Regions from separate parts of the Mus musculus genome. Here all the other regions are linked to region 2. Evidence: chromatin contacts called from public HiChIP or PLAC-seq and promoter capture Hi-C data. All regions are on one chromosome and are shown on one strand. Each heading gives the region's core, a stretch centred on a gene start, on an enhancer-like site or on the middle of the called end of the contact. The rest is flanking DNA. Distances are from core to core; before and after follow the strand shown.

Region 1 (3,362 bases), core at 392-2,891, 1.1 Mb after region 2:
AGCCATCTCTCTAGCCCCGGATTTCACACTTTTATCCTGTGTTAGACTCCAAGTATCTTTTGCCTAAATACGACAAGAGACTCCCATTGATTCCCCCAGCCTCAGTCTTTTCTCTCTCCAGTCACAGTTCTCCACAGATCTGCCAATTATCCATGTCACCTTCAGCTTATTGTTATACTATGAGTAAACTCTGAGTTCTTCAGCATAGCACACAAAACCACTCCCAGGTCTGATTCCTACAAACTTTTCCAGCTGCCTTTCTGCCACTTTTGCTTCCATGGACAATCTAATCATTCTTATACATAGCCTGTAGCCAGCGACTCAGTATCTGGCGATGGTAAGGCCAACGGAGTGGCCCTCTCGAGTGGGCTTCTTCTCACCTGCCCTCTGCCTTTTGAGGATGTATGGAAATCGAAATCACATTGCGAACCTTCCAAACTCAAACTTTAACATCTTTGTTTCATTTCCTACCCAATCACTCACTGCCACACTAGAGAGGAAGGGAATGTCTCATTTCCTCTCTTCCTGGTACCTGCAGGAGTTGGGGTTTTATGTGGCAGTGCGACATTTTAATGAATTTGTTTAGCCTTTAAGTGACATCGACTTTTCCTGTCATCTCCCAGGCAGACCTGTACTTAAATACTTTAAAATAATGACAGCTACTTAATGACAGAGGCTGCAAATGGCCCTCGAGGCTTGGCCACTTCTGACTCGCAGAGATATTTTTAAATTGAAGCTCACATTTTTTTTTAAATGTTTCGATTACCCGATGAAATCTTAAGTAGAAGAGTTCCCATGAAGATCTTTTATAAATAAGTCCTCTTGAGAAACTGAAAAATGTTGTCTACTCTGGGCCTCTCAAATGGCCTACCTGGTTGAGTAGGCCTGCTTCCTTTGGGTGGGAATGATCAATCTATCGTCGACACCTCCACATCCTCCCGAGCACTGATTTTCCTGATTGCTTTTTAAAATGCAGTCATTTTTTTCCGTGCTGGACGTGTCAATGCAGGACACAGAATTCCCGAGTTTCCCACATGTCATTGGCTTTTACTCAAGCTTCTCTTCCGTGCGTCTTTTTCTGTTTTCTTTAGTTGCCGGTATAGGTTAATGCATCCTCCAAGATTCAGGTCCATCTCTAGCTACTTTTCTCTGACCTCATAAAGGACTTGATGTGTCTTTGTGGATTCTCTGTGACTCCATCACATCTTCGGTCACATCATACTGTGGTAAAATCTCTCATAAATTTCATCCCATGTAACGGCCGAGTAGAAATCCTCACCCTCAAATGAAGTTTTGTAGCCGTTAATTTTGCTAAAAGTCATCATTCTTTCAAAAATCGAAATGAAATGGGAGTAGAGGGGTGGGTTTGACCAAAAGACATCATATTCATTTATGAAATTCTCCAAAGATAAAAAATTAAAATGCAAAGAAAAAAAATTCCACAAAGCTATACATGTCTCAAAGCATGCCGATATGAATACACTCGCTAACTGGGTTGTAGAAACCAAAAAACTCCAACTCCCATCAGGCACTTAGCCGAGATACCCCTAAGGGACTACAACTCCCGTGATGCCCCGCGCCCCACCACGGCGTGGAGCCTAGAGCCACGTAACTTTGGCGGCCCGGGAAGACTACACACCTCTTTCATGGCTTCGGCGAACACCCGGCGAGTTGGCGATGGCGCCGGTGGCGCCTTCCAGCCTTACCTCGACTCCTTACGACAGGAGCTGCAGCAGAGGGATCCGACGCTGCTCTCCGTGGCGGTGGCTCTCCTGGCGGTGCTGCTGACGCTGGGTGAGGCGGCCGGCATTCACGGCGAGGGCAGGGTGGCTCGGCGCCGCAGGCCAGGGAGGCGGACGGCTGCGTTCCCTCTTCTACTACTCGTCTTCCAGACCCAGCAGTGTGGAAAGGGGACGCTGAAGTGACCTGGGTCTTGGGACAGGACTTACATGAGGCGGCCCTGTGCGCTTGAGCGCTGCGGCCGCCATCGTTCATTCCAACTTTGAGCCACTTGTGTCTGAACTGGGCTCTGAGATACTGGGGTACTAAGGTAGAGTAGAAATCCACCAATCAAATGTAGCAAGCCACTAATTTTTCCCAGATCCATCATTCTGTGTATACTTTTAGTCTCCACATTTGGATGAGGGAAATAGACGTGAAAAGGTTTACAGTTGATAGTGGCTGGCGCTCCGTGAGTTCCTAACAAAACTGACTCTAATCCGTGTGACAATGAAAGTAGTCCAGATGGACGCTTTGTTTTTTTGTCGTAAATGCCTACTAATAATGTCTTTAGAAAATGAAGGCTGCCTTTCTCTTCTCTGCAGTGTTCTGGAAGTTCATCTGGAGCCGAAAGAGCAGTCAGAGAGCTGTTCTCTTCGTTGGTCTCTGTGACTCTGGGAAAACGTTGCTGTTTGTCAGGGTAATGCTTTGATTTTCACCTCGGTTAGACTTAAGAGGGATGGGTAAGGCATTTCCGTAGCCCTGTCATCTTGCAGTTTATTTGGTACAGCAAGTTTAGGACATGTTTTTAAAAATATTTTTTTTTCTTTTTAATTATATGTATGTGTGTGGGTATATGCACATGAGTGCCTGTACCTGTAGAGGCCAGATGTGTCAGATTTTGTAGAGTCGGTCTTCAAAGCTGCCTGATGTGGGTGCTGGGAATTGAATTCAGGTCCCTTTGCTAGAAGCAGGATGGGATCTTATCCAACTTAGTTGAGTCTCCAGCCCTGGGAGTTAATTCTTTTTTTTTTTTTAAGATTTATTTATTATTATATCTAAGTACACTGTAGCTGTCTTCAGATGCACCAGAAGAGGGAGTCAGATCTCATTACAGATGGTTGTGAGCCACCATGTGGTTGCTGGGATTTGAACTCAGGACCTTCGGAAGAGCAGTCGGTGCTCTTAACCACTGAGCTATCTCTCCAGCCCCCTGGGAGTTATATAAAAAAGACTCTAGGAAAACCTGTAAAAACACACACACACACACACACACACACACATACACACACGATGCTGTTAGAATACGTGGTCTGGGGATGGGGAGGTGACTCAGTCTGTTTTCTTGCCTGGCAAAAAAATGAGGGTCTGAGTTTGGATCGGTGGCACATACGTGAAAGCCAGGTCCAGAAGTTCTTGTCAGCAATCCCAGGGCCTAGGAGGTATGGATCCCTGGAATTCCTTGGCTCACCACCACCCATGCTAGTTGGTTTTCTCCCCGGGTTCAGTGAGAGACCACAGCCTCACAAAAGGTGGCTGGCTGTGTGGTGGTGGTCCATGCCTTTAAAGCCAACACTTGGGAGGCAGAAGTAGGAGGATCTCTTCAAGTTTGAGGCCAGCTTGGTCTGTAGAATGAGTTCCAG
Region 2 (3,152 bases), core at 573-3,072:
TGGGATACGATGATATGGGCAGGTGGACTGGCAGATAATGAAAGGCTGGGACACAGAGGAGGAGGAGGAGGAGGAGGAGGAGGAGGAGGAGGAGGAGGAGGAGGAGGAGGAGGAGGAGAGAAGAGCAAAACCAACCATTCAAACCTGGAAATGATTTCTGCAAGAGAAGGCTTATGGGAAGAATACAGTTTCTCCACTTCAGGATGCGTTCAGAGGCAGGGAATTTTCCACTACAGGGGACGGAGGCAGTTCATGTTACCTAAGCTCCTTTCACCTCTGAGAATCCATTTATTTGGTTCCAAATATTAAATAGAGAGGCAGTGTCAAGGGTTTAGTAGTTTGATGACCTGGGTGTTACAGTCTGGGGCCAAATCTCGGCTCAACCTTTTGGATGAACCTCACCTTGATTTAGTCACTTAGGAACTCTGGGTCAGCCTTTTTTACCAAATAGAAATAGGACCGCCCACACCTAGTTCTGGCAATACTCTAAGGGTCTGTAACATATACAAAGCCACGTAAGCACATGCTTTTATTACCCTGGGATAGGCCAAGGGCATCTTGTTTTGTTTTTCATTGTTGTTTTTTCCCCTTTCCACTCTACTTCAGGTCTCATCTTTCCAAGCAAGCCATTTCTGGCTGCTCACAGGCACTTTTATTTCACTGGGACAGTGTGGGAAAGCCTTCCTAAGGAAAAATCTAGTCGTCTCCAGTAACACAAATGGGTCAGTCGGCCAAAAAGTCAAGTCTGTAGAAACCATTTTACATGTTTTTCATCCCAAAACCTCCATCTATGAAACGATTCAACCACAGACGGGGTCCCTGAGAAATTCCAGTTCCAGGGTTGCTACACAATAATAATATTAGGCTCACCAGAGCATTTAAACCTAGAACTGTGTGTCCATACAAGTTTTTTTCCCCCCACAGAATCACGTTTTAGAGGGTAGTCTGCCCCTCTCACATCTTAGATGAGACACCGTCTGTTGCTCAGAGCTCTGACACAATTGTCATCTGTAACTTTGTTTCATTCTGATACTGTCACTCTCCTGAGTTCCCCTCTTCATATAGTTTCAGTGAGTTCCTATCCAGAGAGCAGTTCTTGAGTCAACTTACTTGAGCTCAAATACTAAGTCTACTACTGTGGAACTACACATCAATTTATTATCTGAAAATAGAGGATAATCCCTATCTCAGACGGCTGCAAGTTAATTGACCTTAAGTAGTTGGCCAATTAAATCCTGGCTCTGGGATCAGAGGTCCAGGAAGGCAGCAGTGTTAACTGTCCCAACACTTCACCCGCAAAGGCCTTTGACCTCTGAGGCTTCGGTCTCCATTATCTCCCTGAACACTCAAAACTTAAATCCGCGTTCAGGGTGTGTCAGTAGCGAGTAAAAGTTATGCCCACGATGCAGCTAAACCAGAGATGCGCACTGAGGCTTTCGACGGCTTCGTGGATGCGCCAGGACACTGAAGACTAGGGCTAGGTAACAGAGCTGCTCCTTTGCAGAGTTACAGTAGCCAATGCCAGCGTCTGGCTGAGAGGCGTGTCTCCAGGGATTCAGGGGGCGTGGCCTCTCGGACCGCTCCAGGGGGCGTGGCGCCTCGCCTTCTGCTTGGGCCAAGGCTCTCTTTCGCTAAGCGCACGCGTACTTCCCGAGAGGCGGAACGGCGGGCGGCGCGCACGCGGCGCTTCCCGGAAGACGGCGAATGGGCCACCGAGGGAGGGAGCACAGTGCTCCCGAGGGCGGGGCGCGAGGCGGAAGCGCCGAGGTCAGCTGACAGGGTCTCGTGACGGCCGGGGCGGCGGCCACGCACGCGCGTTAGGGTTCAGCGCTCGCAAGCCTGGTGGAAGATGGCGGCGTCCAGGGCGAGCCTCTGAGAGGCAGAGGGAGGAGCGGAGGGGTGGGGGCCGCGGCGCAGGAACCCGCGGCGACAGGCCCCGGCGGGGAAAAGGAAAGCGAGAGGGGACGGGGCCGGCGGCGCCTCCATCCTACTCAAGACGTGGAGCCGGCGGCGGGCGGAGCTCGGGCTGGAGCGCCTCCAGCCTCCTGCGAAGGTAAAGCCGCCTCCGGCTCTGGGTTTCTGCGATGCCGCTTCCCACCTTCGGGGACCCGGGGGCTCCGGGCAGGGACCCCAGAGCGGGCGGCGTTAAGCTGCTGTGTGTGGCTCGAACCTGCTGAAGCCGCGATCCTCCGTCCAGGGATCCCTGCGCTCGGACCCTCCCCTCCCCCGGCTCTGAGTGACATTTGCCCGGGGCACTGCCCGGCAGCCCCACCCCTCTCTCTGCCTGGCCGTCTTTTCTCCCATCACTATCCCTGTCCCCCACTTCTCTCGGCAACTCTCCCCGACTCAACTCCACACCTCCTTCCCCTGTGGGCTCCGCCCTCGGGATTCCCTCCTGGATGCCGGCGCCTCCGGTTTTCTTAGGTTAGCGGTCCTGCTTCCTTCCTCTGGGGTCCCGCGTAGACTCGATTTTTTTTTTTTTTTCTTTCTTTTTTCCTCGTCTCAGTTTTGTTTCGATTTGATGGGAAAGGAGGGGCAGCTGCTGTTCTCTTCCTCAAGTCCTTTATCAAACACCAAGTTTTCCCCCCAAGGCTTTTCCTTCTTGTAAAGTAGCCTGGCCTGTTCACTGTTGCCCGTGCTGGGCTGTGATTTCACCTCTGAACGCGGCTTTTGGTGTAGGTGAAGCAGCACTTTGGACGCCCAATGAAGTGGGTGTTGAGAGTACACCTGCGTGCCCCCGCCCCCCAAAAAACCCCTATTGTAAGATGCTAAATTAGCCACTCTTACCTTGAAACCGTTTCCCTAATCACTTGGTGGAAGGATGATGTAAATAAAAATCGCCCCCTAACACAGAGATGAACTCCCAAAGTAGTGATTTTTTACTTCCACGATCTGCTTTTCCCGTTTATTCTATAGTTTAGTTTTTTTTTTTGTTGTTGTTGTTTCTAGTGCCTCATTGTTTAACTTAATTTAGCTTACAGCATAAAAGCCCCTTTAATTTTCATATATAGTATAAACCAATGTTTAAGTTGCAATATCGCAAATGGTGGCTCTGGCTGTTAATACCACATTACGTTCAGGGACGGGACCGCCAGTCCTAGTTGAGAAAACACTGAGTTCACATTTGTTTGGAAACAGGAAGTACAAACAAA
Region 3 (3,637 bases), core at 1,093-3,592, 1.3 Mb before region 2:
GAACAGAACTTGTCCCTATTATCCCTGGGGCCTTTTCTCTTTCTCGGGCTTTAGGATGGTCTGGGCGTCTGGGCTGGCAAACGGATTGCTTTTCTGGGTCATGAAGTGGCAAAGAGCACGCTGCTTCTCCCCTCCCCTCATTAGAGCCTGTGGTCTAGTCTCCAGACATAGAGGAAGACACCCAGAGCTTCTGTAAGCATACAATGGTGAACCTAGAGAGGAAGCAGGAGAGTGGGGCCTCTGGGGACTCATTCCCAGCAGAAGGAAAGAACTTCTTGGAATTGCCTCCAGGCCCTGATGAGTCTGGAAAATCACCTTGCTCATGGGCCCCGTGCCAGCCTGACAGATGGTCTCCCTGGGTGGCATACGCTGCTTCAGGCTATCAGGTATGTTCCCTGAAGGCAAGTGCCCCACCCAGGAGTGCTAGGTCCTGTCACAAGTCTATGACAGGAGCTTTGCCTACTCCTATTTCCTCTCAACCTCTTCTCTCACTGGAGGGGAGAGAGACTAGCTTTTCTCCTTGAAGCACACCTCTGAGCTACATGGTTTGTCCACCTTAGTTCCCACACAATGGTCCCTTGCTGAAATGGTGTGAGCTACTGAAAGGCTTAAAAGGCCAGGAAAGAACAAAGGCGGGAGGCTGGGGGATGGCTCAGTGGGTGAGAGCATTTGCTGTACCAGAAGAGGGATCAGAATTTGAATCCCTAGCACCTGCATGCGGAGGAGCCTGGCATGGCTGCTTGTTCCTGTAACTACAGCCCTGTGGTGAGCAGATTCAAGAAGATGGCTGGGACTTGCTGGCTTGCCCAGTTAGCTCCAGGTTCACTGAGAGGAGCCATCTCAAGGGAATAAGGCAGAAAGCCTTAGAGCAGGACATTAGTCCTCTAGCCTTATGGGACAGCATGGGTATGTACACTAGTATAAATATGCATGTGTGTGTGTGTGTGTGTGTGTGTGTATGTGTGCACGCGCACATGCACACATACACACACACATACATGCACACACAGTTGGGGTGGAGTGGGGGTAGAAGTGTGGCTCAGGACTTAGACGACAAACCCTGTGACCTCTATAGATCCCAAAGAAAATGAACTTTCAAATGTATAATTTCATATCCTTTAACACAACAGATCTCTTGTTGTGTTCTTCTTTACCCCCCTGCCCCCACCACCCCTTTTTCCTCTTTTGAAGGCATGAATCCTTTTTATAGTAGTTAGAAGTGTGCTTGTAACAGTTCCTCTCACAGATACTCAGGAGAAAGCCTCGGGGAAATTTAATGGTTCTGAGTTCAGCCTGTGGCTTTGCGATAAGGATTCAAGGCAAGAAGCCTTTTAACTCAGAAAAGAATCTGTTTGCAGCCATTGCCCAATAAATGCAAAGTGTCTGGTTACTGGCACGTAGCACAATGCACCACAGAACTCAATGAATGTCCACAGAGCTGGCCAACCCCATAATGTCCATGAAGGGGTGGTGTCTGTGTGTGAGTGTGTGTGTGTGTGTGTGTGATTTGCTTAGTTTTCAAACAGTGCTAGTCTTCTAACAGGGTCCACAGAATCAATACACTCATGGGAACTTGCAGAGACCAGGAAGCCTGCAGGGGTCTGCCCCAAGTCCTCTGCATGTATGTTATGGCTGAGTAGCTCCGGGTTCATGTGGAAATGCTAACATTGAGAGCTGGGTCTGTCCCAGACTCTTTTGCCTATGTGTGGGACCCTTTTCCTCCTCCTGGGGAGTGGGGAGGAGGAATGTGTGGGTGGAGGAGCTGGGAGGAGAGGAGAAACTGTGGTCAGGATGTAACATATGAGAGATGAATAAAAATAATAAAATAAGAACTCTAAAACAGCGTTTCTCAAGGCTGAAATGAATTGACACTTTTGAGCGGAGGCTCAGTTGAAGGTTGTTAGTGTGTGTTGGTAATGACAAGAAAGCTCAAAGGAAACTGGGAAAACCTCATGTCATGCCCTCTTAGAAAGAAAGAAAGAAAGAAAGAAAGAAAGAAAGAAAGAAAGAAAGAAAGAAAGAAAGAAAGAAAGAATCACCAGAAATACTGTCGGAAGAATTAAAATTAAACCTCACGAGAGTCCGTGGGTATGGAAAGTCACCCGCTAGCTAATATTAACATCGCTTGCAACAGAGCCTTGCTGCTCAAAATAGGACAGTCAGTCATATCGCTATCGCTGGGCTGTTTACATTCTTCGGGCCAGCCCTGAACTTCTTCCTGCCTCTGGCTCCTGGGCATTGCAGTTCTGGAGGTTTCTAGATGACCCGCCTCCCTCAGCTGTCTCTAGGAACTTCCACTCAAAGGGGGAGCTATAAGATTGACACCTGCTCGGTTTGCAGCAAAGTGGTGGCACTTCAAAGGAGCGGCTAGGCAGCAGAGACTAAGTGTCTAGGTCGCATTTGGTCGCTGTCAGGGAGGGGCAGACAAGGACCCTCGGGTTTCCCCTCAGTATGGAGAACTTATTGCCTCCGTCCGGATTTTCTTACTTGAAAAAGTATCCTCTCCACTCTATTCGGAAATATTTATCAACGCTGAGAAGCCAAAGGGCCGAAGAGCAGGTACTATTTTGTTTGTGCTAACTTTAAAAATAACTGGTGCTTATTTCTGGGTGTGGCCTGTCGAAGCTTGGGGAATGTTTCTCTGCTGGCTTACTGGTGTTCATAGGCAGAGGTCAGATCCAGCCTGTAGTTACTCGAGCTTGGCAGTCAGAGGAGCCTGCCGCTTGTGAGGGGTTACTTGGCTGTGGAACGTTTGGGTCCTGAGATAAATTATGCAAATGTTCTGGGTGTGTGTGTTTGACACTTATTTTGCTTTCTTCCGTTATCTAGATGAACCTACCATACTACGGAGGTGACTCTTTGATACTTTGATCATTTTTTCAGTGTTTCGAAGACAAATTCTGAAACCGTTCGTAGCTCAATAGATGAAGCAGTATACCCTAGAAACACACTTATTTTCTTGCATGTTTCTGTGATTATTTTAATGTCACTAGGATTTGCAAAATGAAGGTTATCTGTGTGGCTATAATCAGATCATTAGTGGGCTGATAAGATCATTTGGATATAATAGGTGATTCTTATATGTGGTGCATAGGGGACAGAGCACAATAATTATTAATCCTTTTAGCCAATTGAAAGCTACAGTTTCCAACAGGAAGTTCTAGCATGTGGGTATAGACGCATCTTAATAAGCCTGTTTAAAATGTCTGGTTATTTCATTTAAAAACATGTGTGTTCATTACATTGATTACATTATACATTGATATCTAAAAACTGCTTTCGTAATTGCACTGGATTAGAGAGAGAACAATGTGTGGCCCATTTAAATCCAGGAGCTCATTTAGAAGCTTGGCAACGGACTAGAAATATGAAAGACAGGTCTGTCACCACATAGAAGATGACCAGCCACAAGCGCTCTGCCCTGTGCTCTCTCTAGAACGGCAGAGCCAGGCGACAGATATTGCCAGTGTCCTGTTCTTTTTTCCTCCGTGGTAGAAAATGACCCAGTTAGTAAGAGGCTTCCCAGAAATGGAAGCAGAGGGCAGCAGAAGGAAACCCTTTGGTGACCCCTTTTCCCCAAAGCTCATGCCTCATTTGAAAAAAAAAAAAAAAAACAAAAACCAAAAAACAAAATACC
Region 4 (3,191 bases), core at 387-2,886, 1.2 Mb after region 2:
TCTACAAAGCACAGGGAATCAGATCCAGCTGGCTACCTAGCTGAGCTGGGTACGATGTGAAATGTCCCAAACCCAGCTCTCCGGGACAGGCAACCCCGACTTCCACCCGGCTCCCAACCCTCCAGCTCAGGTACTGAGCATCAGCAGACAGGAGGTGGCCATGTGACCTCCACAGCCCACACGCACACGTCATAGCTGCACGGTGCCTGGGCCCACCAGGTCCTCCCACGGCCTTCCTCCTCTTGGCCTCCAAACCAGCTAACAGAACTGGTTTACAGAGCTAGAGCTGGGAATCCCGCCCCCCCCCCCCCCGGGATCCCCCTCTCTTCCAGCAGAAATGCTCAGAAGCCCAGCTTATGTCTGTAACCCCCTGGTTATGTGACTCCTGGACCGAGGCTCTCAAGGAGGTACTCCTTCCCACAGGTATCAGAGGGGTCGCTGCTCTTCTGTCTGAGCTTCCCACCTTGGACCAACCTGGGTGTCAGATACTTGGGAGGGGAGACTCCTGGGCAGCAAAGAAACCCTTACTCTCCCCCTCCTTAGGCTCTGGCTGGCTGCCACGGTGACCTCCCCTCCCCCAAGAAGGGCGGTGAGCTGGGAGATGGGGGGTGGGAGAATCCACCGGCTCCACTGATGCTCTCTAGAGGGGGCAGGGAAGCCAGGCAGGGCGTGTCGCCTAGGCCTTTCTCTGCCCAGTGCCAAGCTCACAGATATGAGACGCCTCTGTACCATCCCCCAAGTCACCTGCTATGGGAAGAATCTTCACTCTCACGATCCACACCCCTAAGCCCCAAAGAGGCTAACACATTAGTGAAGGACAGTGAGTCTAGAACCTTCTGCCCAGTCGGATGTAAGCCAGAGAAGCTAAGTGCCCAGTTACCCTACCACTTGCACCCACTCTTTTCGAAAAGGGACAGGTGTCGTGTTCCCCATTTCCCAGCAGCAATCTGCTCCAGAGCTGGACGCGTCCTTTCCCTAGATTCCAGGCAGGGTCCGCAGGGAGCCCCTCGGGCGCAACCTTGGGGTGGGGGCAACCAGCTCCCAGCCCCACCTCGTTCTCCCAAGAGAGGCTCCTGTCCCTTCGCCCACACCCTCGCCGGCACCCAGACACCTGCACAGTGCTCCGCAGCCTGTGCCGCAGTGCGAGCTAGTCAGCGAGCCCGCGAGCCCGGCGCCTAGAGCGGGTGAGCCAGCCGCCGCCCTCGGTCCTCCCGGACGCACCTGCACCGGGTACCCGTACCCAGATCTCACACTCACCCTCATCCCTTGACCCCCAGAACCACCTTCTTCCTTTCCCCCTTGGTCCTCCCCAGCCCGGCCCCACCCGAGCCAGCCCCATCTCCCCATCTGCATCCCTCTCCTCTACCGGGGCGTGGAAGGGCCTTGGCGAGCCAGGGCTGGGAGGGTCCCTAGTGGGGTGGCTGAATGGGCGGCGTGGGGAAAAGACTCGGCTCCGAGCCGAGAGAATAAGCCGAGTACTCACCGCTCTGCTCCCCTAGGAAAACCAACTTGAATTTTCGCAGCGGGTTCCCAAAATCTCCCCCTGCGGACATGGTGCTGGCAGCTGGGGCCGGGCGAGGAGGAGGAGGAGGAGGAGGAAGCGGTGAAGGAGCAGGGAGGGGAGAGGAGGAGGGCGAGGGGAGGCGGCGAGCGGTGCGGGAGCCGGAGGGGGAAGGGCTGGCTGCGCGCGCCCCTGACTCCCCAGCTGCGGCCGGGCCCCGGCCTGCGGCTGCGTGTCCGACGGCGGCGACGGCGGAAAGGGAGGAGGCGGGGTGCGCGGCGCAGCCCTGGGTGGCGTTGGCTGCACGGGCGACGGGCGCGCTGTGGACGCCCGAAGCTCGGCGCGGGCAGCGAGGCACGGGCGGAGCGGGGCGCAGGGACCGAGCTGGGCGGAGGAGCGCTCTCCGAGCAGCGCCACGCGCCCCCTCCCGCCCGCCTGCTCCGCCCGCGCCTGCGCTCTGCGCGCTCCCAAGCCTCTGATGTCATGCGGAGCCCGTGGGTTTGCGGGGCTTGGGGGGCGTGCGCCATCCAGCCCCCACCCGGGCAGCCGGCTCCGGAGAGCCACCTCCTCTTGAGCCTAAGAGAGGTGCCCTCTTTGGAGCGTCTTGCTCTGCCCTGCTGCTTCTGTCTCACCCACCCACCTAGGGGGAAAAAAAAAAGACAGGACTTGGTCAAGAGGACATTTGTTTCTGGTCTTTGACACCTAAATGCGGTTCCCTTCTTCCGTCTCAGACCCAGATAGATGGTCAGACAGGGCGGGAACATAGGAAAGGGTCAGTGTGTGGTGTGGTGGTGAGTAGGAAGATGTGCGGATACCTGGCTCAGACCTGGGGTATGGCTCCTCGGTGGCCCCTGCTGGCCTCTAGCTTACCTCCTATCTAGCTAGGCTCAGACTCTTCATGCGGAGGGGATCTGTGGTTGTCCCCAGAGGAGCTGGCCAGTGAGAGAGAAGACACCCTTACAGGATATGCCTACTAGGGTTTGAAACCTAACCTGCCTGGTAGAAGACAGCTCCACTAACCCAAAGACAATGCCCTGCCTCTTTTGATCCTGAGACCGTCAGCCCAACCACACTCCTGCGCCCTGCTAGTTAGGTTTATTCGGGTAATGAGCTACAAGAGTATAAGAGAGCGACCTCTAAGTTTGCAGGGCACACACAGTAGCGTGAGAGCAAGGAGTAGACGCCAGACTAAGGTTAAACGCAGTCCCCAAGCAGTACACTCTAAGGCATCGGGTTAATTGAGGCTTTACAAAGCCCCTCCCCTCTTCCTCTCCAGCCACTTGCTGGTCTTGACCTTCTCTGGCCATTCAGGGAATGTTTGTTTGGGACTGTTTGGAATGTGTAGTGTATGTTACACAAAGCAAGCCAGGAGTGAAATGCACACACACACACACACACACACACACACCCGTGCCTACGGATTTCCCAGGGGACACTTATGAATTTACCCCGAATGTACCCACTAGAGTCTCCCACCGCACATTGAGCCCTCACAGGAAACTCCATGGAAGCAGCTGAGGTTCCACTTCACCTAGAGTTTAGGAAACAGTTGCTGAATGCTCGAATTAACCTCTAAAACTACTCTCAAATCAGAGTAACTGTTCTATTCTTGTGGTCTTCTTCGGTTTGAAGTCCCTGGAGTCGGAGGTCATCCCTCTGAGCATATAAGCATGCCAGATTGGGCACCAGA

The links. Promoter capture Hi-C pulls out the DNA fragments that hold promoters and counts their contacts. HiChIP or PLAC-seq counts read pairs in DNA pulled down with a chosen protein or histone mark.
Region 1: a contact with region 2 is called in a promoter capture Hi-C map of pre-B cells, with 4 times the contacts expected there. The contact joins the promoter of Srprb here to the promoter of Dnajc13 in region 2. A contact is called at or near these places in 3 of 39 promoter capture datasets (liver, neutrophils and pre-B cells), 1 of 484 Hi-C or Micro-C datasets (CD8 T cells) and 1 of 115 datasets of contacts at active chromatin or transcription factors (astrocytes).
Region 3: a promoter capture Hi-C map of liver shows a contact between it and region 2, with 8 times the contacts expected there. The contact joins the promoter of Atp2c1 here to the promoter of Dnajc13 in region 2. A contact is called at or near these places in 7 of 39 promoter capture datasets (cranial neural crest, embryonic stem cells, frontonasal cranial neural crest and 3 more), 1 of 484 Hi-C or Micro-C datasets (CD4 T cells), 1 of 115 datasets of contacts at active chromatin or transcription factors (microglia) and 1 of 9 other capture datasets (liver).
Region 4: a contact with region 2 is called in an H3K4me3 HiChIP or PLAC-seq map of pro-B cells, with 14 times the contacts expected there. The contact joins the promoter of Rab6b here to the promoter of Dnajc13 in region 2. A contact is called at or near these places in 1 of 39 promoter capture datasets (pre-B cells), 2 of 484 Hi-C or Micro-C datasets (CD4 T cells and CD8 T cells) and 2 of 115 datasets of contacts at active chromatin or transcription factors (pro-B cells and thymic regulatory T cells).

What each region holds. Positions count from the first base shown.
Region 1 is chr9:103,200,344-103,203,705 of GRCm38.p6, reverse strand. It overlaps Srprb (signal recognition particle receptor, B subunit), which reads left to right and starts at 1,641. Exons shown (of 7, transcript NM_009275.4): 1 at 1,641-1,794; 2 at 2,325-2,419. The coding sequence starts at 1,647.
Region 2 is chr9:104,261,600-104,264,751 of GRCm38.p6, reverse strand. It overlaps Dnajc13 (DnaJ heat shock protein family (Hsp40) member C13), which reads left to right and starts at 1,822. Exons shown (of 56, transcript NM_001163026.1): 1 at 1,822-2,053.
Region 3 is chr9:105,519,962-105,523,598 of GRCm38.p6, reverse strand. It overlaps Atp2c1 (ATPase, Ca++-sequestering), which reads left to right and starts at 2,342. Exons shown (of 27, transcript NM_001253831.1): 1 at 2,342-2,559. The coding sequence starts at 2,452.
Region 4 is chr9:103,110,519-103,113,709 of GRCm38.p6, reverse strand. It overlaps Rab6b (RAB6B, member RAS oncogene family), which reads right to left and starts at 1,636. Exons shown (of 8, transcript NM_173781.4): 1 at 1,484-1,636. The coding sequence starts at 1,553. It overlaps Gm46128 (a long non-coding RNA gene), which reads left to right and starts at 443. Exons shown (of 2, transcript XR_001779270.2): 1 at 443-1,184.